Regions from separate parts of the Mus musculus genome. Here all the other regions are linked to region 1. A link is a contact called in public HiChIP or PLAC-seq and Micro-C data. All regions are on one chromosome and are shown on one strand. The core of a region is the stretch at or near the end of the contact, and the rest is flanking DNA. Distances in the headings are between cores, read along the strand shown.

What was found. A called contact is a pair of places that touch in the nucleus more often than the background predicts. HiChIP or PLAC-seq counts read pairs in DNA pulled down with a chosen protein or histone mark.
Region 2: a contact with region 1 is called in a Micro-C map of palatal mesenchyme, with 2.1 times the contacts expected there. The contact joins two enhancer-like sites. A contact is called at or near these places in 1 of 15 datasets of contacts at CTCF or cohesin (the NIH/3T3 cell line), 3 of 484 Hi-C or Micro-C datasets (double positive thymocytes, palatal mesenchyme and uterus), 2 of 115 datasets of contacts at active chromatin or transcription factors (the NIH/3T3 cell line and intestinal villus epithelium) and 3 of 9 other capture datasets (adipose tissue, liver and pancreatic islet).
Region 3: a contact with region 1 is called in an H3K27ac HiChIP or PLAC-seq map of embryonic fibroblasts, with 24 read pairs. The contact joins two enhancer-like sites. A contact is called at or near these places in 3 of 15 datasets of contacts at CTCF or cohesin (CD8 T cells, the NIH/3T3 cell line and large pre-B cells), 35 of 484 Hi-C or Micro-C datasets (8-cell embryo, the AML12 cell line, B cells and 22 more), 13 of 115 datasets of contacts at active chromatin or transcription factors (CD8 T cells, the HPC-7 cell line, the NIH/3T3 cell line and 9 more) and 3 of 9 other capture datasets (adipose tissue, liver and pancreatic islet).

Annotation. Positions count from the first base shown.
Region 1 is chr15:81,135,539-81,139,050 of GRCm38.p6, reverse strand. All of the region lies in intron 1 of Mrtfa (myocardin related transcription factor A), which reads left to right. Among named protein-coding and RNA genes, the nearest start is that of Mrtfa, 53 kb to the left of the region's middle. Within about 2 kb of position 1,575, at least 101 of the 459 cell types and tissues checked have an H3K27ac peak or open chromatin away from gene starts, as enhancers often do. A contact at or near this core is called in the C2C12 cell line, the HL-1 cell line, the NIH/3T3 cell line and 6 more, where this site is marked.
Region 2 is chr15:81,026,229-81,029,740 of GRCm38.p6, reverse strand. Mrtfa (myocardin related transcription factor A) reads left to right here. Exons shown (of 14, transcript NM_001082536.2): 4 at 3,024-3,079. Among named protein-coding and RNA genes, the nearest start is that of Sgsm3, 50 kb to the right of the region's middle. Within about 2 kb of position 1,905, at least 125 of the 459 cell types and tissues checked have an H3K27ac peak or open chromatin away from gene starts, as enhancers often do. A contact at or near this core is called in palatal mesenchyme, where this site is marked.
Region 3 is chr15:81,069,066-81,072,577 of GRCm38.p6, reverse strand. The region is part of intron 2 of Mrtfa (myocardin related transcription factor A); the gene reads left to right. Among named protein-coding and RNA genes, the nearest start is that of Sgsm3, 93 kb to the right of the region's middle. Within about 2 kb of position 1,922, at least 55 of the 459 cell types and tissues checked have an H3K27ac peak or open chromatin away from gene starts, as enhancers often do. A contact at or near this core is called in the C2C12 cell line, the HL-1 cell line, the NIH/3T3 cell line and 5 more, where this site is marked.

The DNA.
Region 1 (3,512 bases), core at 326-2,825:
CTCATAGCGACCCATTTGTCTCTGCCTCCGAAGTGCTGGGATTAAAGGCATCATATGCCACCACTGCCCAGCCCATTAAATCTTTTTTTTAATTTAATTTATTTATTTTATGTATATAAGTATACTGTAGCTATCTTCAGGCACACCAGAAGAAGGCATCAAGATCTCATTACAGATGGTGTGAGACACCATGTGGTTGCTGGGAATTGAACTCAGGACCTCTGGAAGTCAGTGCTCTTAACCGCTGAGCCATCTCTCCAGCCCCCATTAAATCTTTTTAAAAAGTAGCCATACAGAGACAAAATTAACAAACTTTGCAATTCTGCACAGGCAAAACATCCAACTTACTGCTGCTTAGGGAGTTGTAAACATGCCCAGCATCACCACTGCTGGTGTTAGAACACCTCCATCACTCCATGATGGACCTGTGCCATTTCCCTTTGCCTACTCCCTGCTTTCGTTTCTGTGCGTTTCCTTGTTGTGAGCTTTTGTGTGATTGGGATCATACAGTAGATAGACTTTGCGTGCTCCACAGCACTTGCTGTGTGCACACCTGACTTCCACAGCTGTAGTGGCTGTGAGCTGTTCGTTGTAGTTTTGTTTCATGTCTCCTACTGACAGTGGTGTGGGATCTCCTGGTATGCTTATTGTTCATCTGCATGCATTCATTTCTCTTTTAATTCTTAAATCTTAAGATATCCTTATATATGATCTTAATTCCCTACTTAATGATGCTTTGTATATTTTCTGTGTGACTTTTTCCACCTCTATGGAGCCCTGGCTGGCCTAGAACTCCTATAGAGAACTTATAGGAGGCTCCTGCCTCCCTCCAGGTGCTGAGTGCCTGGGTCTTTTTTCATTGCTCTTGATATTATCAGAGGGTAACCTTGAGAGTGTCGCTTTTAGTTTTGACGTAGTCCAGTTTATCTACTCAGAATTTTATGATATTTATTTATCTTGGAGAGAGATGTGTGTGTGTGTGTGTTGTGTGTGTAATGTCTGGAGGTCAGAGCACAACTTCTACGGGAGTCAGTTCCCTCCTTTTTTTCCCTTTTGGGTGCCCTCAGCCTTTGTGGCAAACACCTTTACTTTGTGAGCCATACCTAGTATTACCTGATGGAAGCCCATGAATGCGCACTCTGTTGTGGCATCTGCAGGTGTTGCTTTACTTTAGCCTCATGTTCGTGTAATGCAAAGGGTTTCATTCGGCTCCCGTTCCCTGGCACCTCACACCGCGCAGTAGGGTCCGCCTGCTCTGGGACTTTTCTTCTCGACACTGACTTGTCTTGGCATAACTTGTTAGTCAGTGTGATCATTTAAATTGGAGCTGAGGTCTTGGAGGTTTGTTCTGACCCTGGAGGACTGCTTCTAGCTGCCTCTCCTGGTTCTCAGTGCTGAGCTGGCTACCCTGCGGTTTAGATTGTTATTCCTAAGTAAGAGGAGCTGTTTTTCAAGATGCTTTCAGGCTTGAGTCCCCCAGCCTGTTTAAATAGAAACAGTTCCTCTGTGGAGAACTTGGGAGCTTCCTGTGGATCGCCTCTGCTCTTGGGCAGATCTCTGAGTCATTCCTTCGGACCTTGGCCAGGGGGTTGCTTGTGGTCTTTTTGATTTGCCTCAGAGCGTGGAATTTTTGCCCAGTGATGGAGCTGGAGCCCCAGCATTTTGAGACTCTTGTTGCTTGGGTGGAGCCTCTGTACTACGGTGCCCCGGGCTTTTGGTCTCAGCAGGAATTTAACCTCCTCATCCTAAAGGATGAGAGAGGCTAGTGGCTACTCTTTCTGGTGTTGGATCTGGAGCTAGAGCAGGGTGCTCCCTTTGGTCACTTAACTCTTTCGGGTAGGGATGGGGTGTAAGCTGGTCAAGGGATGCTGGTTCTCGCTCACTGTCAGAGTGTCAGCCTTTCCTCATTTGCAGTGTCTCCTGAGGGGCACTTGTAGAGAGAGCTTTTAATGGTTGCTTCTCCTAAGTGGTTTTCCTTGGCCTTGCTCATTTTCCTGAGAAGTCTTTTGAGTTCTTCTTGTTGAAATCATGGGAGTAGGAAACATAACATAATCCCTAGTTGGGATCACTTTTTTTTTTTTTTTTTTTTGGTTTTTCGAGACAGGGTTTCTCTGTGTAGCCCTGGCTGTCCTGGAACTCAGTTTGTAGACCAGGCTGGCCTCGAACTCAGAAATCCGCCTGCCTCTGCCTCCCGAGTACTGGGATTAAAGGCCTGCGCCACCACGCCCGGCTGGGATCACTTTTTTAAAAAAATATTTTTTAAACTTTTTTTTTTTGAGACAATATTTTGCTGTATTGCCCTAGCTGACCTGGAACTTACTATGAATCCTATAGTAAGGCTGGTTTTCAACCTAGAATCCTCTGCCTCAGCCTCCAGTCATGTGCTACTATGCCTGGCTTTAATAGCAGCTCAATTTCAGTAGCGTCTAACTTCATAACTCTGTATCCCCCTTTGTGTTGAAATGGTCGAGATTTACAATGTGCCCATTAAATCTACTTACATAGGTTCAATTTTTGGATTCTGTGCTTCTTATTTTCATAAGACAGAAGAAAACCAAATTAACTCATACTGTTTTTGTGCTCACTTCTTTGATTCATTTCTCAGTGCTTTGTATTATAGTTTTTGTGTGTTTGCATTTGAATTGGTGTTTTATTTCAACCTGAAGGACTCCTAGCATGTCTTGTAGGTCAGGTCTGCTAGCAAATAGTTTTCCCTTCTATGTGGAAAAGTAAGTTTTGATAGAAGTGTTGACTTTGAATTTGTCATCCACTGTGTCTGGTGCCCACTGAGCAAGCAGTCAGCTCTTCACTGTGCTGAAGATCTTTGTGCATCATATATCTATATCTATATCTATATACACACACACATACACACACATTACATACATACACATATATACACATACACATATTACATACATAATATTTATATAAACACATACATATATATATACACACATATATTACATACATACATATTTATATACATATATATGTGTGTGTGTGTGTGTGTGTGTGTGATTTTCTTCTTTGCTGGATTGTGGTATGTCTAAGTATGAATCCCTCACACATATTTGGAGCTTATTGAGCTACTTAGATGTATGGGTTAATATTTCCATCAATATAGAAAGGTTTTCAGGCATCATTCCATGCATGTCTTCTCTCCTTTCTCTCATAGGTCTTTGCTCTCTCTGAGATGCTGCGTGCATCAGCGAAGCCATAGCACCCGTAGGTCTCTGTGGGGAAGGAGGTCTTTGTTATCCCAGGTGTCTGTTTCCATCTTCTGAACTGAAATGGCTGCTCAGACTCTAGTAACTCAGTCCTATTTGGCCTCAAGAGAGCTGTGTGTGTTCTCCTTAACTATCCCTCCTAAAAGTCTCCTGTGCCACTTGAGCCTAGAGCCCACTGGCCAGAATGTCATTATATGACTGCAGCTAGTTGTAAGGGGAGCTGGGGATTGTAGTCATTAAGCACACTGAGGTCGCCCTTTGTCTGGGTTTTTTGTTAGTAAG
Region 2 (3,512 bases), core at 656-3,155, 110 kb after region 1:
AAGAGAGGCCCATTGGACTTGCAAACTTTATATGCCCCAGTACAGGGGAACGCCAGGGCCAAAAAGGGGGAGTGGGTGGGTAGGGGATTGGGGGGGTGGGTATGGGGGACCTTTGGGATAGCATTGAAAATGTAAATGAGGAAAATACCTAATTAAAAAAAACTGAAAAAAAAAAAAAGGATAGACAACTGTAAGTCATGTATGCAGCAAAAAAAAAAAAAAAAGAATTCATTGAGACCACATCTGGGAAAACAAAACCAAAAACAACAAACCCAATCTGACCCAATCCCTGCCATATAAGCAAGCATTCAGTGGGTATCATTTTCTGTCTTGCTGGAGTGAGAGATGCCCTTAGGTCAGTGGGTTCAGAATCTGTATCCACCATGGCCCTTTGACCTCTCACCGTCATGCAGTGGTGGCAGCTGTCATTGGTACATAAAGATGAACCACCCCTGTGTCAGGCTGTCTGTGCTGTGAGACATGCTTCCGGAAGCCGGGTTTGTCATTACCCCTGGGGTTGCAAGGATAGGATGTTCAGGTAGCCAGGGCTTAGACAATCATCTGTGTCTGCAGCCAGGCCCAGCCAGCCCGAGAGAATAAGCTAGTGACTTGGCTAAGCCGCGCTTGTGGCAGCAGTGCATCCCATGAGACAGTGGGTGCGTGCTTTTTGGGTTTTGTTCTTATTTATTAGTATGTTGGCAGGGTCTCTCTACATAACCTTGACTATCCTGGAACTCATTGTAGACCAAGCTGCCCTAGAACTCGTAGAGACCCTCCTGCCTCTGCCTCCCGAGTGCTGGGATAAAAGGTGTGCATCACCGCACTCAGCCTGATTCTTTCAAAATAGAGTTGGCTGGGCAGTGGTGGCGCACACCTTTAATTGCAGCACTTGGGAGGCAAAGCCAAGTAGATCTCTGAGTTCAAGGCCAGCCTGGACTACAGAGCTATTCCCAGTGTGGCCATGGCTAAACAGAGAAACCCTGTTTGGAAAAATTAATTAATAAGGGAGAGAAAGGGAGAGGGAGTTTGTGTGTGTAGATGCGTGTACATGCATGTAGATGCCTCAGAAGCTAGTAGCAGGGACATTGGGTCCCCTGAAGCTGGGGTGATCGACTATCACGAGCTGCCTGAAGTAACTGCTGAGCCATCTCTCTAGCCCCAGTGATGGGAGTCTTTGTTCCAGGAGGTGGGCAGAGTCTCAGTCTCCAAAAAAGTAGTCATAAGCTGAATTGTCCCAAGAGTTGTTAGGACCCTGTAATGGGACTCAGATCCTTCAACACAGGAACTTTTCCAGGTTTCTAACTCTGAATCTGAACTCTAGGACCTGACAGTTAACCTGAGGTTTCAAGCTATAGTACAGAGCCCTCTTGCTGACCACATAGAACCCTCTTACAGACACCCGATAGCAGCTTACTGAATGAGTGACTATAGGGCGGCTCTGTTGTGTGAGAGAGAGATGTGGCATACTCCTGTGTTGTGAGAGAGAGAGAGATGTGGCATGCTCTTGTGTTGTGTGAGAGAGAGATGTGGCATGCTCCTGTGTTGTGAGAAGGAGAGAGATGTGGCATGCTCCTGTGTTGTGTGAGAGAGAGAGATGTGGCATGCTCCTGTGTTATGTGAGAGAGAGAGATGTGGCATGCTCCTGTGTTGTGAGAGAGAGAGATGTGGCATGCTCCTGTGTTGTGTGAGAGAGAGAGAGAGAGAGATGTGGCATGCTCCTGTGTTGTGTGAGAGAGATGGGGCATGCTCCTGTGGGCTTGTTGTCCCAGCGTTGTGGGAGGGAGTGGTGCTAGCCTGTCACTCTCAGACCACACTCCTGCTTCCAGGCCCTGAAAGCCAACTTTGGTCCAGTGCATTCTTGCACAGTGGAACCAGGAATGAGGGCGGGCTTCCTTCCCTTGGGGCAGCCTGGGCGGTTCCCTGAATGGGTTCTCTAGCTGTGCAGGTTGAGGAGAGAACCTGTACTGGTTTGTCTTGAGGGTGTCTGCTGAGTCTAGAGCTCCCCCTGCTGTCAGAAAATGGAAGGGCTCACATGGCCTTACCGTTTTCTCTCCTATTATTACTATTTTTAACATTGTCTTTAATCTAAACAAAACTGCTGCCAGGATGGTGAAGCTCCTCTGAGCATGCTCCCAGGAGGCCCACCCCTGGGAATGGAGGGGCGGAAGCACAGAGGCCAGGCAGGATAGGTCCTATCTGTGTCTTGCTACTTTTAGTGGCTCCCACCACAGGCCTGGAAGGTTATCTTTGCACACAGTCTCACACTGTCTGCAGCCTTGGGCAGCAGAACTGAAACCGACCACAGCCTCACATGCTTCTCACCTACTGCCATTGCTCCCTAGCGAAGGGAGCCACACGCCCCCTGTCCTCCCCGGCGTCTTAAGTTGTCATGTGTCGCCTTACAAGAGACTTGGAGTGCTCATGCTGCATTTGCAGAGGAGCTGTGGCCGGGCTTACCATTAGTGACAGAAGCTCAGCAGACCCCAGAATGGGACCCAGCTTTCACGAGGGTCAGCCAACAATGACTGAAATTTTCATAGTTCTCAAAGATAAACCTGAGAGTCATTCTAACCAAGCCGTTAGTCCCGGCTGAGCAAAGATGCTGCCCTGTGAGGGGTCGGGCCTCTGCTTTCACCTCCCTATGTGGCCACTGCAATTTCTAATAAGACAGAAAAAGTGTGGTGGGTGCAGCTCACAGATCTGCCCAAGCCAGGCAGTCATGGAGCTAACTGGTGGGATGGAGAATGGTGTAGCACTGAGCCAAAGGTCAAGAGGTCCTGCTGTCCCCAGGGGTCTCAGAGTGACCAGCCATAAAGACACATGCTTGTTGGGTGCCAGGTGGCATTTCTCGCCTGCAGTGGTAGTGCTGTACATGGAGTGTCACTAGGAGGTGGGTTCTGCTGCTGTTTGGGGTTTTGGTTCTGGGACTGAGCCCAGGGGCTTGCCTGTGCCATGCAGGCACTCCAGCACAGAGCTAGCCTCAGTCTCTAAATGTAATTCTTTTATGGTTCTTTTCTCAACAGCTTTGAAAAGCCCCGCTGCATTTCATGAGCAGAGAAGAAGCCTGGAGCGGGCCAGGGTAAGGCTCCCTCCTCACCCCCACCCCCCACCCCCGACCTGCAGAGTACACCGTCAGCACCAGCCAACTGCGTTTCCTTCCAGTCTAGCACAGCTTTGGGGTCAGCCCTCACCTTGTAGCTCTACTCTAGGTTTCTACTATAAAACCTTGGCCTTTCCTGTTTCTCCCCTCCCCCCCCCAGCCACTCTCCCTGGTAGAATATAGACAGAGTGAGACTCTCTTTTTAGTACCTTGGAGGCCTTGTGAAGGTCACCAGAGCTCCCTCCCCAAACCTGGCCTAAAGACGTCTCATCTTCCCTCCACCGACTCCATTTAGGCTCACGTAGGTGATCTGCACCAGTCCTGCCCATGGCTGCTCCACTCGAGAGCACACTGCCCACAGCCTATGGGCTCCAGGGAACCTCCATCTCCACCTGCCCCAAAGCAGCCAGCA
Region 3 (3,512 bases), core at 673-3,172, 67 kb after region 1:
AGGTGTCTTGTCTGTTGCTTCTGGAGATCCCCAGTGGTCTGAAGTGCTGTCTTCTCACTTCCTGACCCAATTCTGTCCCCTCCTCATCCCCTTTCACATCCACGCTGCTGAAAATAAAAATGGTTTTTCTGTTTCTCCTCCTTTGTTCTCCATTTCTCACGAAGTTGTTGTCACTCTCTTAACTTTGTGCATTTCTCCCCTGTGGTTGGTGCTCATCTAACCTTGTAAGCAGACTCCCTCCACCTCCCCTCTCCATCCCTCCTTCCCGCCAGAAAAATCTATATTTTGAGGATGTTATGTTTTTGTTTTTTGATAGGAGGTCTCACTCTATAGCCCCAAGTGGCCTGAAACTCACTCTCTGTAGACCAAGCTGGCCTTGAACTCAGAGATCTGACTGCCTCTCACTCTCAAATTTTGGGACTAAAGGTGTGTGCCACCATGCCCAGCTTCCTGCCACTCTGGATTCATCTCAGAGGTGTCCTCTTGGTAGAGGCCTGCGCTGAGTCCTCCCAGCCATGCAGGCATCTATTTCTCAGTTCCTAGCAGAGTGCTGTCAGATTGAGGGAATGTCCTGGTGGGTACACGTCCACTGGGTTGGTAAGCCTAGTCAGAACTGTCAGATGCGCTCAGAGTGGGCTGGTGTGTTTTTCTGTCTGTGTTCACATGCTTGATACTTGGTAGTCAGACAGCAAATATCAAAAGGAGAGCAAGGGACAGCAAGATGACTTAGTGGGTGAGAACACTTGACGTGCAAACCCGAGGACCTGAATTTAAGCCCCAGAGCCCATGTGAAGGTGTAAGGAGAAAACAAACTCACAAAGCTGTCCTCCAGCCACCACACATGCACCTTGGTGTGTGGTTCAGGGGCTGGAGAGATGGCTTAGTGGTTAAGAGCACTGACTGTTCCTCCAGAGGTCCTGCGTTCAAATCCCACAACCACATGGTGGCTCATAACCATCTGTAATGAGATCTGATGCCCTCTTCTGGTGTGAGCTCTAGTGTACTCATATACATTAAATAAATAATAGTTATTAAAAAAGTAAGTAGTGTGGTTTGTCCCATGCTATTGTAAGTCTGGGGAGCACTCCATTTTAGAGATGGGACGCCCTCAGTGGAGATGGAAGTGATGCCTTGAGGGACGTAGCTGAGTGGTAAACAGTACACCTAAACCTGAAAACAAGAGTCCTGCTTCCTGTCCAGCATCCTTTTCTCCTGTTTGTTTTGGGGCACGTCACCCCAAAAATATGTGTTTAAAAAGTCAGTGCTTTCTGAAGATACGTACCAAAGGGAAGAAGATGAAAAATAAAATTTTTCTATTTCTGCCCCAAATGGAGCCTGCCCTCCTCTGTGCTGTGTATGGGCACGTTTCTATCTATGTCACATACACGGTGACGACACCAGCTCACACTTACCAAATGACTATAGAGTGGGCACTGTCTTCAGTGTTCCACATGTGCTCAGTTGTTGATTACAGCGACCCGAAATGGATTATCTCATCCCTACTTTATAAGTGAGGAAACAGTGACACAAAAGGAGGAGTATCTCAAGGTCTCAGAGTTAGCAGGTGGTAGGCACAGCACTTAACTCAAGGCATCAGCTCTAGAGCTTTTTTTTTTTTTTTTTTTTTTTTAATCTAAGAAATGTTTTTGTATACAAGTAATGGGCATATGTTTTAACTAAACATTCTGGGTTTTTTGTTGTTGTTTGTTTTGTTGTTTTTTTATGAGCTTTTAAAAAAAGGAAAGAAAATCACAACAAATCTGTAAAACAGTGAAGAGTCTGCTTCTAGACCGTTGCCAGGTTAGGAGAAAGGGAAGGAAAAGACAAATTCTTACAGAGCCTGCATTCCTCACTCCTCAGTCCTGATGAGTAACACTGTAGTCTCCTTCTTGAAGAGACAAGAAAAGAAGTCAGCTTCTGTGTGGTGGTGAGCTTCCCTTTCAGGAATGTAGTTCAGTGGGTTCTGCAAAGGATGATCCAGCCCTGCAGTGGCTTGCAGTTTGTTTGTTTGATTGATTGCTGAATATTTATTATTTCTATGAATTGGTACATTTTATACCACTCACAAATAAAAAACATTTAACTTGTTTCTAGTTTGAGGTAATTACTGACATGTGTGTTCGGGTATGGCCCTTATGTGGACAGACATTTTTTATCTTTCCTGAGTAGGTGCTAGTTTTATGTCAACTTGACACAAGGCAGAATCATGAGAGAGAAAGGAACTGCATTTGAGAAAAGGCCTCCATAAGATCTGGCTGTAGGGCATTTTCTTTGTTAGTGATCGATGGGGAAGGACCCAGCCCATTGTGGGTGGTACCATCCCTGAGCTGGTGGTCCTGGGTTCTATAAGAAGACAGACTGAACAAGCCAGTAAGTAGCACCCCTCCATGGCCTCTGCATCAGCTCCTTCCTCCAAGTTTTTTCCCTGTTTGAGTCCCTGTCCTGACTTTCTTCAGGGATGGACTACAATGTGGAAGTGTAAGCCAAATGAACCCTTCCTCCTCAGCTTGCTTTTTGGTCATGGTGTTTCATCCCAATATTAGAAGCCCCAGGTCACTCAGGGATGGGATTTCTGGCTTGGATAATAGGAAGTTTAAGTTCATAAGAAACTTGTAAACTATTTCTAGAGGAACATTTGTGTTCAAGAACCCTGGTTGTTCCCTATCCTCTGCACTGGAATCTTTTGGCGTTTTTTATTCTGATGGCTAAGTAACCTCATAGGTGCTCTTGTTGGAAAGGGTGTGGCTGAACTAGGAGTTTCTGATGAGAGGATTGCCTTCGTTCTTCCCTTTCTGATTCACTAATACTTATCACTTTTCATTAAGTGGGGGTGGATGAAGAGAGGCTTTGATAGCCCACTTCCCAGCTGGCTCTGAGGAGGAGCCGTGGCGAGGACAGTGATGCACTAGGTTCCTGAGCTTTACCTGTTCTCCTTCCCCTGGAACACATTACCCAGCATAGAGGTTTGTATTCCTCTGCGTTGCGTGCCTTGCCTTGCTCAGCTTCCGCACGCCAGGAAACCTAGTGTGGGAAGGATATGCTGGCATGTCTGCACTGCCAGCCTTGGTATCTGACCTGTTACTATCTCTATTGGTTGGTGGTTCTCGGCCTTCCTAATGTTGCAACCCTTTAATACAGTTTTTCATGCTCTGGTGATCCCAGCCATGAAATTATTTTTGTTGCTTCTTCATAACTCTTAAGTTTGCTACTGTTATGAATAGTAATGTAGATATCTGATGCACAGGATATTTGATCCACAATGCCTGTGAAAGGGTCATTCAACCCCCAAAGGGGTTGCAGCCCACAAGTAGAGAACCACTGCTATGGGTAGAAATGCCAGTGAGTGCCATGGTGGCAGCTGTTTCTGTAGTCAGCTGGATAAATACTTCAACTCAGCCTGATGGTATAGCTCTTCTGATCACCCCCTCCCCCCACAGGATGCCTGATGAGACTGTACATTCTGAGTGAGTAAAGTCAAACGGCAAGGTAAGGTGAGGGTAACAGTCTCAGAT